Linked DNA regions of Mus musculus: region 2 is linked to region 1. Evidence: chromatin contacts called from public HiChIP or PLAC-seq data. All regions are on one chromosome and are shown on one strand. Each heading gives the region's core, a stretch centred on a gene start, on an enhancer-like site or on the middle of the called end of the contact. The rest is flanking DNA. Distances are from core to core; before and after follow the strand shown. Region 1 holds the start of Igf2bp2 (insulin-like growth factor 2 mRNA binding protein 2). Region 2 has its middle 24 kb from the start of Gm25810.

Region 1 (6,933 bases), core at 2,276-4,775:
ATTAAATGATATACACTGCATTGTGGAATAATGGGATATCAAATAACCTCAATTAAAAAATTAGTGACTTTTGTTAATTTTAATCTCCAAACAGATTCACAAGAGCAAGACAGCCAACAAAAATGAAATATTTATAGATGCATACTGCCTTAAGGATTCTCAGTGGTCCTAACATTATTCATCAAATCTTCAACTGTTAAGAGACGAATGGTTTAAACTTACAGAATGCATTTAGCATCCCAGAAAACATCCCCTTACACATCCCAACTTAAAAAAATAATGCCACTGAAGGAAAATATAAGCATAAGACACTTTACAGAGAACCAGCTACACATTTTCAGCCTGAGAATCTGTTCAGTATAACAGCCCAGACTGAAAATCAGAATTCCTAACTTTTCAAAAACAAAAGTATTAAAACAGCTTTCTAATGGGGCACAACCATTTTCCAAACAGATTCTGTTACATTATGATGTGCGTAGAACTGGGCACACAATGTTTTTTAAGACCCTCCAACACATCCAAGTATTTATAAAATTAATTTGTTTTAAAATGTTCTTAATCCTGATAGAACTTGAGCATCTACTTCAGACTAAGGAGGTGGAAAAAAAATCAGACTTTGCCTCCCCAATTCAGATGCTTAATGAAGAACGGCAAAGAAACGTTGGTTAATGGGATAGAAAACTAAGTTAGGACACGTGGTGGGTGGGGATAGAAAGAAGAAAGACTCCCAATTTAAAGTACACAAGGAGCTTTAGACAAAGATGTTCTCCTTCATTCTTCCGTAGAGAATCACTGGGGAAACCCAACCCCCACAGAGCGCGTTACTCCTTCATTAACAATAGCTAACTATCGACTTCCCCGAGACATTGTTTATCCCCCAACGTTTCTCTAAAGCAACAGTGACAACAAAGTGCTCAGGATCCAAGCCCAGCGCTTCAGTTACTAAAGTCTGGCTTCTCCCTCAATCCAATACAAACATGCTACTTCTAATACTGTCCAAAAAACCCTCCGTATTTACTGAATTATTTTATAATTCATCACTAAACTATGCAAAAAAAATTAATCGCATGGTTTAGTTAAGCAATTCAGCTGACAACAGTAAATATTTACTCTTAACATCTCACAGGAAGTTTGCTATTGTGTTGGGGTTAGAGATGGCCGTGGGGAGTGAAAGGCAATTTATGATAAACTTAATCGGTCACAGCCAACTGAATCCACCTAGTGTTCTCCATCTCGACCCCTAATTAGGCACCAGTTTGCAAGCACAGAAAACACCTTATAGAACAAAAGTAAATAATAATAACAATAATAACTTTTAAAGCTATGAATGTCCAATAACAAAACCAACAAAAACCCCTTTAAAAACGATATAGGCACTTTTTTTTAAGCTGAGCGTATTTCTTTAGTTATGCGTATGGAAGCCCAACCACAGAAGGGGTAAAGAAAAAAAGAACTAGGCAAAATATATTTACCTTAGCTTTTTAGAGACTGAGTAGTCAACTTCCATGATTTTCCCATGCAATTCCACTTTACCTTTAAAACAGAAATTTAAAGCACTCAGAACCTCCCAGAGTCAAACCCGCGGGGGTCAAGGAGGGGCTCGCACACTACTCCGCGCTCGGGCTCCTCCTTCTGGAGCCTTCAAGGGGTCTCCACCCGGCCGCAGCTGGGCGAACTTAGCGCCAACTGTGATGAAAAGTGGACGCCCCGGGTAACGAGCGAGGAGGGACGGGCGCAAGCCCGGTTCCGACCCCAGGTATAGCTGTGGGTGGCATTACCGGAAAAACACATTTAATAAAGAGCGGCGCCAATTTGAAAAGATGAGCTCATTTGAAACTCAAGCTGCAAGGCTGGCGCGCCTCGGTCTCTCCGGCCCCCAGCACCCCATCCCGCCATCCCGGGACCCGGAGGCTCCCAGGCGCTCGCCCCCTGCCCTCCCTGACAGCGGTCCCGGGGACACGCACAGGAGTCCCTGGCTCTGCGGACGCCTGCTTTGGGGTGACCCAAAGGTCTCGCCAGCTTGCCCCGCCGCACAGGTTTCCCAAAGAAGGGGGTTCCCTTGCGGGGCCGGGGGTCCCAGGCCCCCGGGAGCGTGGCCCGCCGCGTGCGTGTGCGGGATGCGAGCTGGGAGCGCGCGCGCGGGCGAGTGTCGCGCTCCGACTCCCGTCCGGGCTCCAGCGCGCTCGCGGGCCCCCCGGTCGCCTCTTTCCCGGTTCTCAGCCCGGGCCCCCACCGAGTTGAGACAGGGTACCTCGTAAAAAGGTGCTCCTGGCCGAGCAGGAGGCGGGGAGACGGGAGGCGGAAAGCCCCCAGCCCCGAGTTCTTCTCAATAAAATCGGACAAAAAATTCAGGGAAAAATAGGAGCGCTTCCGAGACCAGAGAGAGGGAACTGAGCTTCGGGAAAGGACCGAGGGAGATGTGCGGTCCGACAAGGGCCAGGTGGGGAAAAACCCCAAGACCTCGAAGGGTTCAGTAGGTGAAGTCGAGGAGATGCCGAAAGTGGGGGGCCAGAAGACAAGAGGGGGTCTCAAAAGGAGAGTGCGGCTTGGGAGACGACAGAGGGCGAGAGGTCTTTGGCACGAGGCATGGGAAGAAGGAAGGTCTGGCTAGGAGGAGAGATGCTGGATTTGGGGGGGTCCCTGGCAAAGGGGGTACTAGAAGGGTCTAGAAAAAGAAAAACGGGGGACTCTGCAAAGGTGGGGGCGGGGGAAGCTCTGGAGAGCAGCTGGGCACTCCAGGGGCGCTCCTAGGGAGCCAGCGAGCCTGGGGACCCTCGGAGGGGCACAGGGTCGCCTCGACTCTGAGGCCCAAGGGTCTGTGTTAGCCCCCGCGGTGGGGGCAGGGCAGCCGGCCATCCCGGAGCCAGCCCGCCGCGAGAGTCGCGGGGCTGGTGCGTGAAAGTGAGCGTGAGGGCTCGGGAGTCGCGGCGGGCGCGGCCCATGGGGCTCGGCCTCCCCGCTGCCGCCGTCCCGAGCCGGCGAGGCGCGGCGTGGGCTGCGCCGAGTGCTCACCCGAGAGGGTCTCGATGGCGCGGATGGCCCAGTTCTGGTCGGGGTAGTCCACGAAGGCGTAGCCGGACTTGAGTAGGACCTGTCCCGCCAGGGGCAGCTTCCTGTCCCCGAAGAGCTGCCGGAGGTCGTCGGCGGTGACGGCGGGGCTCAGGTTCCCAATGTACAGCTTGTTCATCATCCGCGTCTTCCCGAGAGCCCGCGGCTCCCCCGGCCCGGCACCCGGCGCTCCCGCCGCCTCCGCTGCCCTCCTCTCTCCTCCTGCGCCCGCCCCCGCCCCCACCCTCGCCCTCAGCCTGGCTCCCCCCACCGCGGCCGGCCCGGCCCGCCCGGGGGCAGAGGCGGAGGCGGGGACTCGGCGCGGCTGCCTCCTCCGGGCAGAGTCCCGAGCGGGCGTGCGGACAAAGCGCTTGCTCTGCCTCCCGGTGCCGGGGCGGCGGCGGCGGGCGGACGCACCCCGCGCGCCTGAGAGTTGGAGCGGCGTGTGCACCGCCGAGAGTGCGCGCCCTGCCCGTCCCGCGCCGCGCGCTCCGAGGGCTCGGCGCTCCCAGGCTGCGCGCCCGGCGGGCGGAAGCGGCGGCGGCCCCAACGGGGCCGGGAGCGGCGGAGCCAGGCGGCGCGCGGGAGGTGAGGGGCGCGGACGTGGGCGGGGTGTGTGCAAGGTGGACGCGACGTGGGCGCGGGGCCAGAGTGAGGTGCACCTTGAGGAGAGCTCTGCACGCTAGGGCTGACAACTTTCCTCGCGCGTCCCGAGCCACGCACCGATCTAGAGACTCGCTGCGAGCCAAGCTCTTGGAAGAAGGGGGCGCATGTGGTCAAAGGACGGAGGAACACACGGGTCCCCTCCCCCAGACCGTGTATTCTAGTAAAGTTACCGTGGCGCCGAGCCTCGGTTTCCCCAACCAAGAAAGGAGAGCCAGACCCGAGGCCAGGTGATGGCCGAGGTGACGATGCACAGGCTGAGGGGCGGGTTTCAGTCCCAGGCTTGGTAGGCGTTCCCTGAACTCTGGAAGGAACTGGAGAGGGAAGGAACTGGAGAAGAAAGTTGTCCTTCCACGCGGAGGACGGAAGAGGCAGGGTCCTAGTCCCTCTCCCGGGAAGGAGCCAGACAGATTGCCAAGCGGCAATCTAAGTCACATGGCTCCGTGGGAATCGTAGAAATAAAGGGCTCCAGAAAAGAACGGAGGGATTTTGAGGTGAGATGGCTTTGGACTTCTGTGTGATCCGGGAAGTGTTCCTTGGTTTTTTAGAAGGCTTACGTGTTGGGAGGTATGTCTGGGTGGAGAAGTCACCATGGGCCATAGGGTCTGTCTCCTCTATACTCAGATCCAGCAGTATGCCCCAAAGTGTGCCAACATCCCTGAGCCTAACTTTTATCCCTAGAGAAAATAAAACAACCACCCCTTGTGAGGGTGACATAAAAGGCTAGCTGAGTAATGTGTGACACACTGCACTCTGCTTCCATTTCTTTACCCAGGGAAACTTAAAAGCTGGGTGGACAGGACAGGGGGAGCGGTCCTTAATTACTTGTCTTGATAAGGAAGTGATGGATGATTCTTTCTCATCTAGATATTTACTGACATCTCAATTCTAGCTTTCATCAACTATCCACACATTTTCCTCTCTGGACTTTACTGCTTCTAGAACTGGGAATAGGGCTTTGATAGTGTTGCCCAGACTGACAGATAAACCAGGGATAGATGCTTCCTGAGTAAAATGTGGAAGAAGCTCGCCAGTGAAAACAACTTGTGAGTGCTGCACAACTCACGGCAGACTGGAAGCCGCCTTCAGATTATTTACACGGAGGCTGCTAATTAGGCCGTCATCTTTGTAAGGCTATGTTTGCCCATTCACAGTAAGTCATAGTTACAGGCTACAGAAGACAAGGAATTACCACGGGTTGGTGTTCTCCCTGGCTGAAAGGTTAGGGAGCCTTTTTGGTTGTTGCATTACATTTTCAAACATGTCAAGTGTTTGTGGCCAAACCATGGCTACCCTGAAGAGCAGCACATGCAGTAGACCGATTCTTTCTTAGCATAGGTTTCCGGGGGTGAGGGGAGCCCTCTTTTACACTGCCTCTGAGATTACTTGCAGACATCTTTCTGGGAGGTAGCTGCTTTTTGCTGTCTTTAGTGTGTTCTATCTTGTTGACATTGTAAATGGTATTTCAAGAAGATAGCACGGCCTTAGTGATCACAAAGGACACTTTTCTCCACACCTCTTGTGGTTTTTCTGACTTGTTTTTGTTTTTGTTTTTGGTACTGCAACAAAGTATCGGCCAAAAGAAGTTGGAGCAAAGAAGGGTTTACTTTGGCTCACAGTTTGAGGAGTCTTTCTTGGTCACATGGCATTCACAGCTAGGATGCAAAGCCCAGCGCTGGTGTTCAGGTCCCTTTCTTCTTTTTATGTAGTCTAGAACTCCTACCCGAGAACCTGTGCCACCTCTATCTATAATAGGTCCTCCACACTAAACCTAGTCCTGTGTCCTCTGTGGTGATTCGAAATCTCATCGAATTGACAAGATTAAGCATCATAACATTCCACCCCAGCTCCCTAAAGTTTTGCTTTCTTCTCGTAATAAAAATACATTTAGTCCAATTCTAAAAGCCCCTATAATCTTAAATATTCCTAACACTGTTTGAAAAGTCCCAAGTCTCTCTAAAGACTGAGGGTTATCACTTCATTGAGAACCACTATAATGTTAATAAGCAAGTTGCCCATTTCTGGTAACAATGCCATTATAAAGACTCCCATTCCAGAGGGAGGAAAAATCCTGACTAAAACAGAAGCAAAGGGCAGCAGGGCAAACAAGATCCTACAGCTCCGCCATCTGGGGCTTCTGAGGAACCCGCTGGGCTCCAGAGGGCTTGGGTGGCCCTGCTCCACCAGCTCTGCCGACCTGCAGCAAGCATAGCCTCTGTTTGGGGCTGGCTTCTCTTAACACATGCAGCTTTCCCTCCTGGAGTCCCCTGTTTTTATCATCTCCAACATGGAGTCTCCATTGCAGGTCAGGCTTCATCTTGTTAGAGCTCACAAAATGGCCTCACAGAGATTCTTCACAAGGACATCAACCCTGCCACACATAGTCTAGCCTCCGTGACTCCGTGCAACTATGATGTTCTGTTGTTTATTTTTTTTTAAGTTTTATTTATTAGTTATATGAGTACATTGTAGCTGTCTTCAGACATGCCAGAAGAAGGCATCAGATCCCATTACAGATGGTTGTGAGCCACCATGTGATTGCAGGGGATTGAACTCAGGACTGCTGGAAGAGCAGTCACTGCTCTTAACCACTGAGCCATCTCTCCAGCCCATGATGTTCTGTTCTATGACACCTTCCCCATCTATCTGTCGTGCTTACAACTACTCTCATGTGGATGCTGATGCCAGGTTCTGCTGCCAGCTCAAGATGGAGCCTGCCCCCACAGTTTCCTCTTGGACCATGGTTCTGTTGGCTGTGGTGTTCTGATCCTGGAGAAACACATTTTTCCTAAGTAGTTGTTGTTTGTTGTTTGTTTTATTTGGGGGGGGGGAGGTTGAGTAAAGAACCCCTTCAGTAGCATTAGCTCCTTTCAGATAAATTTGTATTTTGGAAATCTTAATAGATGGGATCTTCCCCTCAGAGCATCTCTCCTGTAGGCCCAGCACAGAGACCCAAGTTTCCTGATGGTACTTAACAGCCACAGCCGCTTTCAAGTCTATCAAACTTCTATCTTTCCTCTCTTTGCTTTCTCTAACTGTAGGCCTGACTGAGCAATGGACTGCAGCTGTACTACAGTTTGAGTGTTGGCCTGTCTTAAAATTCCCTCTACCAAGCACATTCATCCCATTACTTTTAAATTCAACTTCATTCAGGATCTCAGGACTCAGTCAAGAGGCAGCCCCAGTGTTTACAGTAGAACATAAACGGTCCCTGACCCAGTT
Region 2 (6,933 bases), core at 2,541-5,040, 37 kb after region 1:
GCCAAGAACTTATGACTGGCTAAGCCTTAGGCTCTAGGGGAAAGTCTGTTAGCATTGTTCTGCTAAGTGGACATAAACTGCCGTCTAAGCACTTAGCTTTATACTATACTCAAAGAGTATCTCTGAACCTTATCCAGAGATGCTTCTTCTTGTAGTAGCTGGTGATGATTACAGAGACCACAACTGGTCAGCATATAGAGAATAAGAAATGGTAATGTAAATGAGGAAAATACCTAATTAAAAAAAAAGAGAAAAAAAAAAACAAGAAATGGTAGTGTTTAACTCTAAAAGGGACATGTGTATCACACACACACACATACACAAACACACACACCACTACCACCACCACCACCACCACATTGTCATTGTGGAAGAGCAGGCAGTAAGAAAAGATTATAAGAGCCAGAGGCAGTGGGTGCCTACAGCGAAAGTGTCCTCTGGACCTGAACTCATAGCAGCTGTGCCTACATGCACAAGGCCTACACAAGAATAAACCAGCTAAAATTCTAGCATGGATGGAGGGGGTCATGAAGTCAAACCCCTAGTGAGGCACTATTGACAATGGAAGGGTGCATCTTCATGGATGTTCCAGTACCCTGGTCTACAGAGGGAGTTCCAGGCCAGCCCTCAGAAGAAAGAAACAAAGGAGAAAGAAAGAAAAGGAGAAGGAAAAAAATCTTAAAGGAAAAGTTTTTTTCTTCCCTCCACAATTCTTGTCAAAATAACCCTCTCACTGTGTATAGATGGGGGGTTTGGAAGCAGCATCTAATCCATGCACGCACTGGCAGAACCCCTCACTGTGTGTAGATGTGGGGCTATGGGGGGCAGGGGCGTCCAATCCATGCACGCACTGGCAGCAATAAGTGGACTCAGTGTGTTTAAAAACAGAACACATGAATTTGAGAGGGAAAAGTGAGGCAATGGGGGAAGAACTGGAGAGAGAAAGAGCATGGGGGTAGACATTATCAAAACGTTTGTATTATATGCATGGATAAAATTCTCAAACAACTAAAAATGTGTATATTCTCGAATAAATAAAACTAGGTGCAATATGATAATCATGAAATATAAATGTCCAGGAAAAGAAAATAATTTTCATAACATTACCATCAAATGTTCATTTCCATGACAAGCCCATCTGAAGACTGTGCTAGTGGGAGAACACATTAGCTCGACCCTTTGGTTAAGCTGTTTGGCAATCCTCTATCAAGAGCCTGAACAATGGTCATCGCCTTGGCCAAATGATCACGTGCCTAGGAATCTCGCCACTGGAACCGCAGTCATGCTGAATGATGGCAGACTTCCTATGAAACATTGGTAATATGTCAAAACAGTGATAGATTACCTAACAACAGGTTTGTCCCTGTTAGATCCCCACCACTAAGTAACATGGGACTGCAAACAGAAATGTGGCCAAAGGTCTACGAGGTGTTCATTGTAATGTTTTTATGACAGAGTGAATAAAAGCCAAATGCCCAGCAGAAGGAAAAACTGGTGTTATATGCAAGTGATAAAAAAAATAAAAGTGAAGATTAACACTATGCTTTGTCCTGAATGTCATCTGGAAGATTTACATGGCCTCTCAGAGTGCCTAGCACCACAGCATAGCCAACAGGTGACTTGCGCTCCTGTAGAATGGTTTCAATTCCCAAAGAAAATAAGCCTGTCCTGGGGGTGGAAATCCCAGTCCTCAGTCCACAGTCTTTCCAAGTCTAAGGGACTCCCTGAAGTTCTGACCTGAGTGCAGCCTCAGGGCCCCCTACCCTCCCTACCCACACATAGCAAGGCTGTGTTCTGGACAAGAATTGTAGGGAGGGTGGACATAAATTGTATTTTGGAGGGTTTTTTTTTCTTCTTTTTCTGGAGACAGGGTCTCACTGTGTAGCAGTAAAAGTGGGTTACAGCAATGTTCCTATAATCTAAGCACCATGGAGGCAGAGACTGGAATCCCCAGGGCTGGCAGATTAGTCAGCTTCAGGGCCATGGAGAGACGCAGACTCAAAAAATAAAGTGGAAAGTAATCGGGAAAGATGCTCAACATTGACCTCTAGCCTACACACACACACACACACACACACACACACACACACACACACACACACACACACACAGCAGAGGAAGCTCTGAGTCTGTGATATCCTTGAGTAAATGTGTGTTGTTGACATGGACAGGGCCATGTCAAGGACCCCAGAGCCTCAGACTCGTGGAAAAATAGGAAAGCTTTCCTCTCCCAACCACCAGGGTGAATGAAGCTCAAAGGGAAATGGCAAAGTCTTCCTCTGGTCCACATGTGGATGTTGATAATGAAAGTCGAAAATGTCTACCACAGGGGGCTGGTGAGACTGCTCTTCCCAAGGTCCTGAGTTCAAATTCCAACAACCACCCATAATGAGATCCGATGCCTTCTTCTGGTGACTCTGAAGACAGCTACAGTGTATAGTTACATATAATAATAATAAAGTTTGGGCTGGAGCGAGCTAGAATTGAGTAAGTGGAGTTGACTGGAGCAAGCAGAGGTCCTAAATTCAATTCCCAACAACCGCATGAAGGCTCACAACCATCTGTATAGCTACAGTATACTCATATACATGAAACAAACAAACAAATAAGTAAATCTAAAACAAAATAAGATATTCTCTCTACAACTCCCTTTTAAAAAAGAAAATAAAATGTCTACCATAGACCTCACACTGGTATTTATGTCGATTCAGCTATATACCATAAACTCTGCCTCCCTGTTTATCTGCCAAATGTATATAATAAAAATGCTGTGAGTCCTGGAGGCTACAGTGTTACGGATAATATTTAAAAAATATAACAGTCGCCGGGTGTGGTGGCGCATGCCTTTAATCCCAGCACTCAGGAGGCAGAGGCAGAGGCAGGCGGATTTCTGGGTTCGAGGCCAGCCTGGTCTACAAAGTGAGTTCCAGGACAGCCAGGACTATACAGAGAAACCCTGTCTCGAAAAACCAAAAAAAAAAAAAAAAAAAAAAAAAAACAACAACAACAACAACAAAAACCAAACAAAAGAAACAGTCATTGGGCGTGGTGGCACACGCCTTTAATCCCAGCACTCGGGAGGCAGAGACAGGAGGATTTCTGAGTTCGAGGCCAGCCTGGTCTACAAAGTGAGTTACAGGACAGCCAGGGCTATACAGAGAAACCCTGTCACAAAAAACAAACAAATAAACAAACAAACAAACAAAAAATACAGTCATGTTTCTACACTTGTGCCTCTGCTCTGGCAGCCTGGCTAGCCATGCACTGGTGGGTAATGGCCTACCTATTTTTATCTCATGGAGACTCTCTGGCCCAGAACTCCCAAAAACGTCTCCACCCAGCTCGCTAAGTTCCCACTGATGGGTCGTTACCACACCAGTCCCATGCTTCAGATCTCCCACGGCCTTTGTGGTGCAACTCAGGGAAACTCATGCTTTGCCACAGTATTTTTCTCTCTGGAACCCAGAGAAGCCACTGCATGAAGGAAAACACAATACAATGTTAGTTCAGAAACTAGGGTAACTCAATTGCTGGGCGCAGCAACTAAAATCCTAACTTGTAAGCCTTATTAAATCTAAACCTTCCCGTAGCAAATCATGATGGATCTGCCACTGAAACAGGGAAGCACTCATAGCTACATCTTGTTCTCACGCTATCCCCCTCTAAAAAGACCTAACTCTCTCCTGCTTCCTCTCTTCCTCCATCCAACCCAGAAGCCCCTCCTACCTGCTCAGTGATTGGCTCCTTTATTCATTAGGGCATTGGTTCACAGTAAGTCATGTGACTCACTCCATGTCCTCAACCCATCCCAGGAGAGCAGAATTAGCATCAAAATACCAACAGCACCAGGCTCATCCACAACACTACAGTCTTTCCATCAGAGAGGCAACTTCACCCCAGCTCTTCTATGCATGTCTTTCTCTTCATCCCCTCACTGCCCTCAGTCAGGTCAAGTTCCTCTGGGAAGCCAAGCAAGGACACAACAAGAAGTAATACCTGAATAATAAGCCAACTGGGCACCAAAATGTGGACACTGGCTACTGGAAATCTAGATAGATAGATAGATAGATAGATAGATAGATAGATAGATAGATAGATAGATAGATACTATATTTATATATTAATATATTATTGTATATTGTTTATTTATAAAATATATAATTTATTATTTTTATTTCATGTGCATTGGTGTTTCCCCTGCATGCATGTCTATGTGAGGGTGTCAGATCCCCTGTAATTGGAGTTACAGGCAATTGTGAACTGTCATGTGGGACCTGGTTCTTCTGGAATAGCAGACAGTGCACTCAGTCTCTGAGTCATCTTACCCACCCCGATACTAGGAATCTTAGATGTCAGACAAGGGAATGAATGCTCCCGAGAGAATCATCCTGATACAGGTAAAAGAAAAAGTAAGGCAGGGAATAAATAAAACCGTGAAGAAAGACAGAGATAAAGGGGTGCAATTCTAAGCATAGGCTAAAAAACATTTGAACAAGTAGACTCCAGGGAGAGGCAGCTGAACTCTAGAAAAGGACAGTTATGAGTTAAGATTTTGGGAAGAAGTAAAATCTAGAGAGGCAGTTGTACATTAGTACATTGAGAGGATTTTGTAAACTTCAGAATTACAATGTAGGTGTTGCAGCTCTATTGGTCCCTGGCAATGTTTAGGAGGCATGCCCAGGGAAAGGGGCAGTGCCAGCTCCTTGCCAGCAGGTCCAGGTGAGAGGACAGAGGTCCCAGTCCCACTAGGGTTTTTCCAGGGCTGATATCCCATCAGGGTCTCTCCAGGGCTGACACTGAGCCAGGAGTCTTGTCAAAACAGGAACTCAACTCTATGGCATCAGCCTCTCACTTATATAAGTTTGGAACATGGGGCTGGCGAGATGGCTCAGCTATTAAGAGCATTGACTGCTCTTCTGAAGGTCCTGAGTTCAAATACTAGCAACCACATAATGGCTCACAAACACCCGTAATGAGACCTGATGCCCTCTTTAGGTGTGTCTGAAGACAGCTACAGTGTATTTAATGTATAATAATAGATAAAATCTTTTTAAAAATATAAGTTCAGAACATAGAGACGGGGATTTTTGGTGGGGTAAGATAACATAGGAGGTGGGGAAGGGTGATGGAGGGTATGGAGTGACTGACAGGGCCAATGGCAAAGCTCCATATCAGCAAAACGGTGGGGCAGAGGCAGAAACAAACAGGTCTTGCTGAGTCACTCTGATAAGGAAGTGACTGACACAGGTCTCAAAACTCGAGCCAGGCTTGGGTTTGTCTTCAAGGCCCAAACCAGGGCCAAAATGGGGCTCAACAGGGCAGGAGATTTGGCTGCATGAAGAATAAATAAATAATAGAAAAGCCTTTGAGGGACTGGATATACAACAGAAGGACCCAAGCATGTTCCCATTTTTGCTTTTGCTTTAGTTTCTTTGATGTTACATTTGTACACACACACACACACACACACACACACACACACACACACACACAGCGCACAGATGATGCAGCCTGTGAGGTGGACCTCATCCTGGACCCTGGGAGCCAGGGAAGTGCAGCAGTGTTTGTTTCTCACCACCATGGCTATGGGGGTCTGGTTTGTCTGCACTGGGGAACGCTACAGTCAGTCACTGCATCACACCTGGGATGGAGAAGACAGGCAAAAGCTGCAGAGCCGTGCTTACATAGACAGAGGAGTCACATAACCAAGGCGGGTTAGTCTTGGTAGCTTTAAATGCTTTGTGTCTAGTAATTGCATCCATCCATGCAGGTAAGACCTGTAGAGGGGTTGGGCCAATGCGTTTTCATACAGTGGCTTGGCCACTTACCTACTTATTTACATCAGTGAGTTATTCTATATGGGGGTGGGGGGTTACTGCTGTAATCTTCTGCAGTCTCAGTGAACTCCATCCAACTATTTGGGGTGGGCTACAGTGATGCAATTTAGATGGGATAACTGGGAAATAATGGGGCCTACCTGCAGATGCTTGTGCCCATAATAATAATGTGGCCCAATTATGTCCCCATATCCTAAGAAAGATACTGCTACCACTGGATCTTTAATGGACTCCCAGGCTGCCGTCTCTTTACCTTTGGTTTCTGTTGGGCACAGTGGCTGCTGTGGCCTTCTTCTTTATGGCCTAGTATCCAGCGCTGCAGGGAACCACTTCCAGACTGAGTGTGAAGATTCATCCTGAGCGTCCACAAAATAAGAGAGGGGAGATATGAGGAGCAGAGGGAGCACTGAGTGAATGAAGTCCCGAGTGAATGTGTCAGGACCCCAAAGTCCTAGACCCGTCACCCCAGGGTGAAGTTCAGATCAAAATGGCAAAGGCTTTCTCTAGTCCATGTGTGAAAATGTCAACAGTATGTACAGAAAGTGTCCACCACAGCTTTTGCTCCTTGCCTCCATATTCAGAGCCTGAAAACTGCTCCCCACAGAGATGGTTCCTATTGTGATTGGCTAAAAACTATTGTTTTGATCTGTTATGTCCAAGTCGTAGGGACCCCAAAGATTACCAAGGAGCCAGTTCCAATGCAATCACATAAGACTCTATTATGAGCTCATGAGCAAGGTCTCTCACCATCCCTGTAGCATTGAGTCTAAATGAAAGCCCTGAGTCTACGGGTGCAAGTTATTTATTATAGTTACAGCAAGCTTGGGAAATTTCTATATGGGTCATCAAGTTAGTATTTTAAAAACTGCATCTCTGGTGTAATCTGCAGGAAATGAACTACAGGAGCAAAACCACCTGACAAACAGAATGGCCAAGTTATCTATTCTCTGCAGGATGTCTTCAGGTATCTCGATGTACCTTGACCCTGCTATTGTAGCCTGACTGGCTGTTGCTAGAATGGGGGGTTGCTATGGGATGTTTACTCAAGTGGACTTTGTGGTTTTCTTCCTGGACTTGGAGTTTAGCCCCTGGTCAC

The links. HiChIP or PLAC-seq counts read pairs in DNA pulled down with a chosen protein or histone mark.
Region 2: a contact with region 1 is called in an H3K27ac HiChIP or PLAC-seq map of embryonic stem cells, with 8 read pairs. The contact joins the enhancer-like site here to the promoter of Igf2bp2 in region 1. A contact is called at or near these places in 1 of 39 promoter capture datasets (pre-B cells), 4 of 484 Hi-C or Micro-C datasets (embryonic stem cells, nephron progenitors and reprogramming fibroblasts), 4 of 115 datasets of contacts at active chromatin or transcription factors (embryonic stem cells, extraembryonic endoderm stem cells and pancreatic cancer cells) and 4 of 9 other capture datasets (adipose tissue, liver, macrophages and 1 more).

The regions. Positions count from the first base shown.
Region 1 is chr16:22,159,774-22,166,706 of GRCm38.p6, forward strand. Igf2bp2 (insulin-like growth factor 2 mRNA binding protein 2) reads right to left here and starts at 3,526. Exons shown (of 16, transcript NM_183029.2): 1 at 3,013-3,526; 2 at 1,473-1,533. The coding sequence starts at 3,190.
Region 2 is chr16:22,196,856-22,203,788 of GRCm38.p6, forward strand. No RefSeq gene overlaps it. Among named protein-coding and RNA genes, the nearest start is that of Gm25810, 24 kb to the right of the region's middle. Within about 2 kb of position 3,791, at least 29 of the 459 cell types and tissues checked have an H3K27ac peak or open chromatin away from gene starts, as enhancers often do. A contact at or near this core is called in embryonic stem cells, where this site is marked.